Regions from separate parts of the Mus musculus genome. Here all the other regions are linked to region 1. Evidence: chromatin contacts called from public promoter capture Hi-C data. All regions are on one chromosome and are shown on one strand. The core of a region is the stretch at or near the end of the contact, and the rest is flanking DNA. Distances in the headings are between cores, read along the strand shown.

Region 1 (2,757 bases), core at 40-2,539:
TACATAGGCCTGGACAAAAGAGCATGAGACTCTTTGCTGCCAGGTGACTGACTTTCTGGGGTCACTTAGGACTTCTGACCAATCCGAGGTAAGTTTGGTGGCACACACCTGCCATCCCAGCACCCGAGACAATAGGATCACCTTGAGCTCGAGGACACCCTGGGCCACAAAGTGAATTTTGGGCTATGCAGGGCCACAGAAAGGTATAGCATCCAAAACACACACACACATACACACACACACACACACACACACACACACACACACACACAGACCAGCTAAAGAAGCAAAGTGAAACAAAACAAAACCCTAGTAATCTATCAAGTGTAAGATTTGTCCCCGCAAAGTGGCTTGTGACTGTACCACTGTAATCTTACTCTTCAGGACAGATGGCCCTTGGAAGCCTGATGCAAACTGTCAACTCTCTTATCCTTTCTCCATCCGGAATAGCATACTTGACAGTTTCTGTAGGCACATTTGCTCATCTAAGTCCACGTGCTAGAAACAAAAAGACAAAACAAAGGCAAACCTCTGGTCCTAAGGAATGGGAACTAGTCCTATAACACATGGGCTTATGGGACTGGGGAGGGCAGAGCTGCACTCCATAGCAACAGGAATGGAAGCCGTCAGACAGAAAGAGCTTCTGAAGACGCACCAGCCAGCCAGTCTGTGGCTACTGAGCATCACTATCCAAGGCAGTCCTGGGTGCAAGTGAGTCTGTCCCTTCTTCGGCCAGTAGTTCTGGAACTCCCATCGCCTCTTCTTACCTGGGTTCTTGCCTGGCCACTGGCTAGCCTCAGGCACTTTTTTGTAGATTCTGGTTTTGACTGATCTACATTACCCACATTTTAGAGCTCAGGACTCACCACTCTTCCATTCCCTGTGATGTGCTCTCTCTACCCTAAATCCTACTGTTGTTTGTATATCACTCACTTCTGTAGCTAGATAGGATCCAGCCCCCTTAACCATAGCTTTGTCGGAAAAGTGTCGTTTTTCCATTTCATTTACGAGAAAAATTGAGAATCAAAGAGACGGTACTGCCTTGGAGGCCATACATTGGTCATTAAAAACAAACCTGGACTCACACCGAAGTACGCTGGATGGAGCCTTTACATTATGGGACTAAAGATATGAAACCAACTGGGAGAACCCTCGCGGCTCCAGAGTGGAAGGGCTTTCACTGACGTTGCTTTAGCGACCAGCCGGCACCAACTTGCTTCTGGGTGGGACATCCCAGCTTCAAACGGGGCAGCGCGTTCTTTGGGTCACGAGAGGCCCCGCCCTCTCCAAGGCCCCGCCTCTCCCCAGCGAAAGCCAGTCACAGCCTGTCCTCAGCTTCCACTTCCCGTCCGATCCTGGGCACTAAAGGTCAGTCTAGCCGGGTGGCCGTGGGGAATCTATCTTGGAACTGTTCCTGGCCTGGGCTTAGAGTTGACAGAGGCCACTGACTCGGGCCCTGAGTTTGATCCAGTACCAGCTGCAGGCTGAGACCAACCCTGGAAGCACAGGGCCAGGACGCTGGGGAGCGGTTGCCTGGCAACAGTACAGCTGTCCCCGCCCTCCCTCCATGGAGTTGTGTAGTACCGAAGGGTGGGGCTCGGGTGTGGGTCCTCCACCCCACCGCCGCTCTGCTCCTTTCCAGGGAGCCTTGGCTCTGCGTTCCTGCTGACCCTTCTGGCTTGGGTGTACTGTTCCAGAAAGACTGGCTTTCTCCGTCCATGAAGCGCCTGGTTCAGGCCAGCCTGTAGCTCTGCACGAGTTAATTCCCTCCTCCACCCCCCACCTCACCCCCACCCCCACCCCCGATGTGAATCTCATTCCTAGGGAGTGTTAGCTGTTTGAGCCATATGCCAAGGCTGTTTTCTAGATAAAAGAAGCCTGACTAATCACGCATCCACGTTCAGGGTGCTACAGTCAGACCCGTGGTGTCCTCTGGGTTCGCATTATGATTTCCATAACGTAGACGGAGAAACTGGGACTCACGGGCTAATTGTGCATGTCAAAGTTTTAGTTCGCAGTTGTCTGACTGCACTACCAAGCCGCCTGTCTGCAAGCTGGAACCACAGTATAGTGTATTTAAAATATGCATACCTAGGGGGCGCTCCCAAACGAGCTGCGGCTCGCTGTGGGCCAAGGCTGGGGAAGTTTATCCTTCTGGTGATCTTTAGGTTGTGTGGATACGCCTTTGGGTACCTCCGAGGTTATCATGTAGTCTTCACATTCAAAATCAAGTGTAATAAAGCTAATGTACTTGGTAGAGTACTGAAAAGCAGACGCTGGTGCACTGTGGCACCTCCTCTTCATCCTCAGAAACAGGGCGGAGGCAACGGTTTTAATGGAGTGTGGACATGTTCATGAAGGTAGTCTTCTCCCTACTTATCCTGTGCTTTGCCTGGCCCAAGCTTCCGACTAGGCACACCTGTCATGGCCAAAGTTGGAAGACCACACTCGTCCCCCAGCCCTGGCAATAAGTCGGCTCCTCTCCCAGCTTCCTTTGCCATCAGGTCCCTAAATCACAGTGGTTGGTGGTTAGCTTTGGAGGAATTATTGTAGAGCATTTCCCCCCAGCAGAGGCAGGGCTGGCAGCTCTCCGGAAGTGTGGCCACAAATAATAACTGTCCCTTGGCCTTAAACAGCAGTCAGAGGGAAATGGCTCACCCTGCTGTTATTCACGACATTTACAAACACTTAGTCTTAGACAGATAATAAGCCCGATGGTTCTGTTTAGTGTTTTATATTATTAATTTCATAATTTAT
Region 2 (2,700 bases), core at 149-2,648, 2.3 Mb before region 1:
GCGCGCACACACACACACACGCACGCGCGCGCGCGCACACACACTCACACACACTGTCTCTGAAGGGTGAAAAAACCCACAAGGGCAAACATCAGCCTCCATACATCAAAGGCTGAGCCGCCACTACTGCCCATCCATCAAGTTCACAGACACCCATAGAGGGCTCTGTGACAGGCCCAAGGTCCTTGGGAGCTCACATACATTTCTATACAGCTATCACCTCTCTTCTTTCACCTCCAGCCAAGCCACCATTCTAGTGGGAAGATTAATGAAAAGCCATAAAATCCGGACATGCAGGGAGCCAGTGTATCCCTGTGAGTCTCTAATTATAGTAATGCAACGTTTTCACATTATTTGTTAGGGAAGAACTAGAATGAGCTCTCATCCCAACTTGTTTCCACAGAAGCTGGAGAAGGCGACACCACTGTAAGGAACAAATATGGCCAAATATCTGAAGGTTTAGTGCTGGAGGAAGGGAAGGGGGCACCCATGGCTACAGCACCCAAATCAATTCCCAGGAGCTCAGAAGCTCGCGGCCCACGTGCACTTGCTCCGGGACCTATTGCAGACTCCTGACCTCTATCGAAATCCTCCCGCTGCACCGTGGACCAGTCAATCACCAGCAAAAGCTACAAGTAGTTACCCGGATCAGTCCTTCGGGTGTCAGGGAACAAGGGCGCCGCCCCCACAGGCAAATGCAAACGTCCCTTCTCAGGGGGTGGTTCTGAGCCAAGCCCCCCATGCCCCGCTGGGACCTCCGGAAACTGCCCGCCCACCGCCAGCCAGCCTAGATCTAGGCCGAGTCAAACCTCCGGATCCCACAGTGTAGCCCACGGCACCCATCTCCGACATCCCCTGGAGGCCTTGGGTGGGCGCATCATCCCTCCCCTCCGGGGCCGCCTACCTTCCTCAGGCTGTCGGGTTAAGACTACCTCGGGAGGCTCGCAGGGAGGCACTCCCCGGGTCAGAGATGGAGAGGCAACGGGCTTCTCCGAGACCGTTTCCACCAGAGAAGACAGCGGGGATCCCGGGAGGTGACCCTCCCACCCCACGCGGGGACCGTTAACCCCTCTCAGCACCAGGCACCCGTGGAAGGCGCGAGCCCATGGAGGGGCCCTCCCGCTCGGGCGTCCTCACCTTCTTGGTGCCAGGGCCTCCCGCGATGCGAGACATGCCTGTCAGCGAGGAGGAGCGCCCCGGCTGCGCCCCTAGAGCATCCTGCTGCGGAGACATCGCTTCCATGAAGAAGATCTGCAAGCTAAGCCCAAGCCGAGGACCGGGTGGCTGCGCGGCGCGGTCCGCTCAGGCCGGACGCCGAGCTGCGGGTGCGGGCGGCGCGCCTCCCGTCGGGGCCATGGACCGCCGCCCGCGCCGCGCTCGTCGCGCTCGCCGCACTCTGCTCAGGCTGCAGCAAGCGCTCCGGGCGGCCGCCCGTCCACGTAGCCCCGCCCCGGCCCGCCCCGCCTCTCCGCGTCCGCCCCGCCTCCTCCGCCCTCCCCGCGCCGCCCGTGCACACTGCCGGGAGCGAGCTCTCAGCGCTTGGCGCTACCGAAGCCACTAACCTTGCGAGGTGCCTCCGCGGGTACGAAGCTTTCGCTGCCGCGCGCCACGCGCCGTGCACCACGCACCACTGCCTCCGGTGCAGCTCCGCGCGCCTGTCCGCTCGCTCCCGCCAGCGTCCCTTCCCGCGCAGCTGCAGCGCGGGAGCCTCAGCGAGCGCGGCTCGCTCGAAGGTGGTGCAGGGGCCGCCAGCCTAGCCTCGCTTTCGCGGACTGCGGAAGGGACCCCACCCCCACCCCCAACCCGGTCCCCGCTCCGCTGAAGAAGGAGTTAGACAAATTTGGAAGCCCTGGTGGCATCGCCGGACTTCGGGGGCAATATCGAACGCTTGCTAGCTAAGCCTGTCAGGGTAACCCAGAGCTGTTGCTTTGCAGTCACAGGGAGCAAGCATGGACAAGCAACCTTGCATGTCTGCACCACCAGCTTCGCAGGCAGCAAGCTGCAGGGACCCTGCATTCTGAAGGAGAAAGCGCAATTAAGAGGAAAATGCAGGCAGAAAGGAGGTTGAAACTTGGCATAGTATCTATGAGAAGGCAACAATATGTGGAAGCGTTGATCTGATATCGCGAGCTCAGAACCTAACTTCCTGTAAGTCCAAATAGTGACCCCTCCCTCTTTTTTGGACTAAATAATAATCAAAGGGCAGTTGGAACAGACCAGGGTTAAGTAGTGTTCGCACTTTGCAGGGCTGGCTGCTGGTGTAAATGATACAGTAGGTGGCATTCTTCCCTTGGAATCAGAACTAGTGTGAAAAAAAAATCACTAAGGATATCACTCCGTGATTGCGAGATGGTTACGGATTCTGCTTATTTTTGTGACAAGGAAAAAAGAAAAGAAAAGAAAAGAAAGGGGGAGAAAAGGAAAGGAAAGAAAAGAAAAAAAGAAAAAGAGGTTTCTTGCAGTTTGGGCGGCTATTGGGGCAGGTTATAAGGAACAGAACTCAGGTGGGCAGTGTTCCAAGCTAGGGGATGCTGTCCAACACACACCCACAAAGACACACCTACACAATCATCCAAACCTAAGATTGTTTGTTGTGGAAATATAAGGCTAATTTTAGTCACATCACACTACATTGTTAAAAGGAAGCTTAATAAATCTCATATATATGTATATACATCTGTGAATCAGGGGTGCTACAGC
Region 3 (2,700 bases), core at 84-2,583, 2.6 Mb after region 1:
CACACACACACACACACACACACACATACACACACAGAAGCATGCATACATACATTCACATAGTGGTTCTAAAGCTGTCTGGACAGAGCTTGAGTTTATTGTGCTGGTCTTATTTCTTCTCTGGGAGAGAGGTGACTCCATGGGGGACTGACCTCATACCTTGACTTCCAGGGATGGTCAAGAAGTGAGGAGAAAATCTTCCATCCAGCCCTGGAGTTCAAGCCCAGGCAGGCTCTGAGGTATTAAGGTGGGACAAGGATTGCTTGTAGTCCCACCCATTCCTTGCAGGAATCAACCAGGCAGGGCAGGCCAGGCTCACTCATGGATTAGCCAATCTCTCTACCCTATCTTTGGGGCTCAGATCTCACAGACTGCCATTTCTCCCAGTTCCCCGGATTCATCTGATCAAGTAAACAGGTGCCCCTTTATTCTCCGTGTACAGGCTCTGTGAGCAGGCCTACATAGATATGACAGAAGCAGGGGACTTCCCAGTACCTACACAGCCTGGGAGCCTGTGCAGACCACACTTGCTTCAGACCCAGGGCCCAGGCTGGGATTGCTGCTCATCAAAGCTCTCCTCCACAAACTTGGAGCTCAAGGACCCACCAGTCAGGCCAGGTCAGGCCAGGCTATACTTAAGCCCGAAACAAATAGGCCAAGGGGAATTTCTGTGCCTACAAGTATCTCATAAGCTCAGCAGAAGCTTCTTTTACCCCTAAGCCTTTCAAGGACCCGGGCTTCACAATTCATCCCAAGGGAGAAGCGACGGTTGGAACTGTTGTATGCTTGGGCCTGGAAATGACGCTATAAGTGATCACAGCTCACTGCTCCGACCTGGTCATGGGACTTCACCCTAGAGTAAGGGGTCAATGTGAACCTTTGCTCCCTCCCTTTCACATGCCTGCACAGCATGGAGGGACCCAAAGGGCATCAGATCCAGACAGTGTGGAGAAACTGAGACCAGCAGAAGGTTTGTTCCCAGCCTGGTTGCAGGAAACAATCCCTCCCCCACCCACCCCACCCCACCCCACCCCTCCCCTCCCCCATGCCCAAGCTCTTGTGGAGCACAGTACCAAGCCTCAGACCCTCTTCCCTCAGCAGTTTCTTTCTGCCTAGTGACCTCATTGTCACTATCTCTTGCCTCTCATCTGAGAGGCATCCAAATGTCACCTCTTCTTTAGCTCCTCACCTCCATGGAGCCTCCTTCCTTTTGTCTCCCTCCCTGGCTGGCTCCTTGACCGGGAAGGGCTCTTTCTTTCTCCTCCTCTGACCTTTTCTGCTTCTCCATAGGACAAAGCTTCAGCCTGGCATGCTCCTGAAGAGAACTGGCTCTAGAAGTTCCTGTAATTGCTGTGTCCTTATTACTAGACTGTGAGGCCCCTGCTGGCCAGGACGGTCCTCCCCAGCACCCCAGCACCACTCACTTGCTGCAGATGGGCTGCTAACGAGGTGACCAATTAACAAGTGCTAAAGAACCCCCCAAAGGGTGCTTTCCACCCTGGCCTGGTTCCCAGGCCCCTTTGTTCCTCCTTGAGAATCTGTCCTCTGTGACAAGGCCACAATGCAGAGTGTTCCCAAGCCTGACCCTGTGAGAAACTGACCTACGTAAGCCCCAGTCACAAGATCCCAATTCCTCTGCATCAGGGGCCCTGGGAGCCAAAGGGATTCCTGCATCTCAAGGGTACTGACAACACCTCCCCATGCTGCTGGCTGTGTACCATGTGTTATGTAATCCCCAGGAAAACTTTCATTTGAACCTTTTTTTTTTTTAACAACTTTGGCTGAAAAAATTCAGGTGTGTCCCGTGCTGCAAGGCACAGGCATTTTTGATCTTAACACCCCTCACCCCTACCTTAAGGTCTCAAGAGACCAGTACCCCAGGCTCTGGAGCACCCTCTTGGGAAGTGTTCAAACTCCTTCCGTTCTGGTGCCTCTAATCTGATCCAGTTGGCCGTGCTGGGGAAGATGGGAACCCTGAGCCTCACAAGAACCTCATCCCAATTTCTCACCTCTCTCTCTCCCCCCCCTCTCTCTCTCTGTCCCTGTCTCTCTCTCTCTCTGTCCCTGTCTCTCTGTCTCTCTGTCTCTCTGCCTCTCTCTCTCTCTTACACCCCTATATCCCTCCCCCATCCCTCTCCCTCTCCTTTCCCTTCCCCCTCTTTTCCTTCCCCTCCCCCTCCCTCTTCACCCCCTCCCTCCACATATACACAGTTATACAAGGCTAGGCCAGAAACTTCAATAAAGCACACCTGTGTGGCCTCTTCTAGGAGTGGGGTTTGGAGAGCAGGATGGTGCTTCCCACACTGTGTCTGAGTAACTCAAGCTGTCTGTGCAGATGTCTCACCTTTAGGTACAGCTCGAGCCAGGAGTTCAGAAGGAATTCTTAAGAAAGCGCCTCCTCCTTCGTCACTCCTTTTATAAACTGTGGTATAATGTAATCAGTGAAATGAAAAGCTCTTCAGTATGCAGTGTAATGAACTCCACATGAACCTATCACCACCAGATGTACAGTCTACAGCCCTTAAGACACCCTCTGGAGCTGAGCGAGGTGGCACACACCTTTAATCCCAGCAGTCTGAGGCAGGTGGATCTCTTTGTTGGAAGTCAGCCTGGTCTACTTTCAGGACACTCAGGGATTATACAGAGAAACCTCGTCTCAAAAAAAGAAAAAAAATCAAAACAAACAAAAGAACACCACTG

What was found. Promoter capture Hi-C pulls out the DNA fragments that hold promoters and counts their contacts.
Region 2: a contact with region 1 is called in a promoter capture Hi-C map of pre-B cells, with 4 times the contacts expected there. The contact joins the promoter of Arhgap20 here to the promoter of Ttc12 in region 1. A contact is called at or near these places in 2 of 39 promoter capture datasets (liver and pre-B cells).
Region 3: a contact with region 1 is called in a promoter capture Hi-C map of liver, with 4 times the contacts expected there. The contact joins the promoter of 2900052N01Rik here to the promoter of Ttc12 in region 1. A contact is called at or near these places in 2 of 39 promoter capture datasets (liver and pre-B cells).

The regions. Positions count from the first base shown.
Region 1 is chr9:49,484,757-49,487,513 of GRCm38.p6, reverse strand. It overlaps Ttc12 (tetratricopeptide repeat domain 12), which reads left to right and starts at 1,289. Exons shown (of 22, transcript NM_172770.3): 1 at 1,289-1,368.
Region 2 is chr9:51,764,049-51,766,748 of GRCm38.p6, reverse strand. It overlaps Arhgap20 (Rho GTPase activating protein 20), which reads right to left and starts at 1,398. Exons shown (of 15, transcript NM_175535.4): 1 at 1,138-1,398. The coding sequence starts at 1,242. Gm40520 (a long non-coding RNA gene) reads left to right here and starts at 1,321. Exons shown (of 3, transcript XR_870739.3): 1 at 1,321-2,148.
Region 3 is chr9:46,912,236-46,914,935 of GRCm38.p6, reverse strand. It overlaps 2900052N01Rik (RIKEN cDNA 2900052N01 gene), which reads right to left and starts at 1,333. Exons shown (of 4, transcript NR_015605.1): 1 at 1,190-1,333.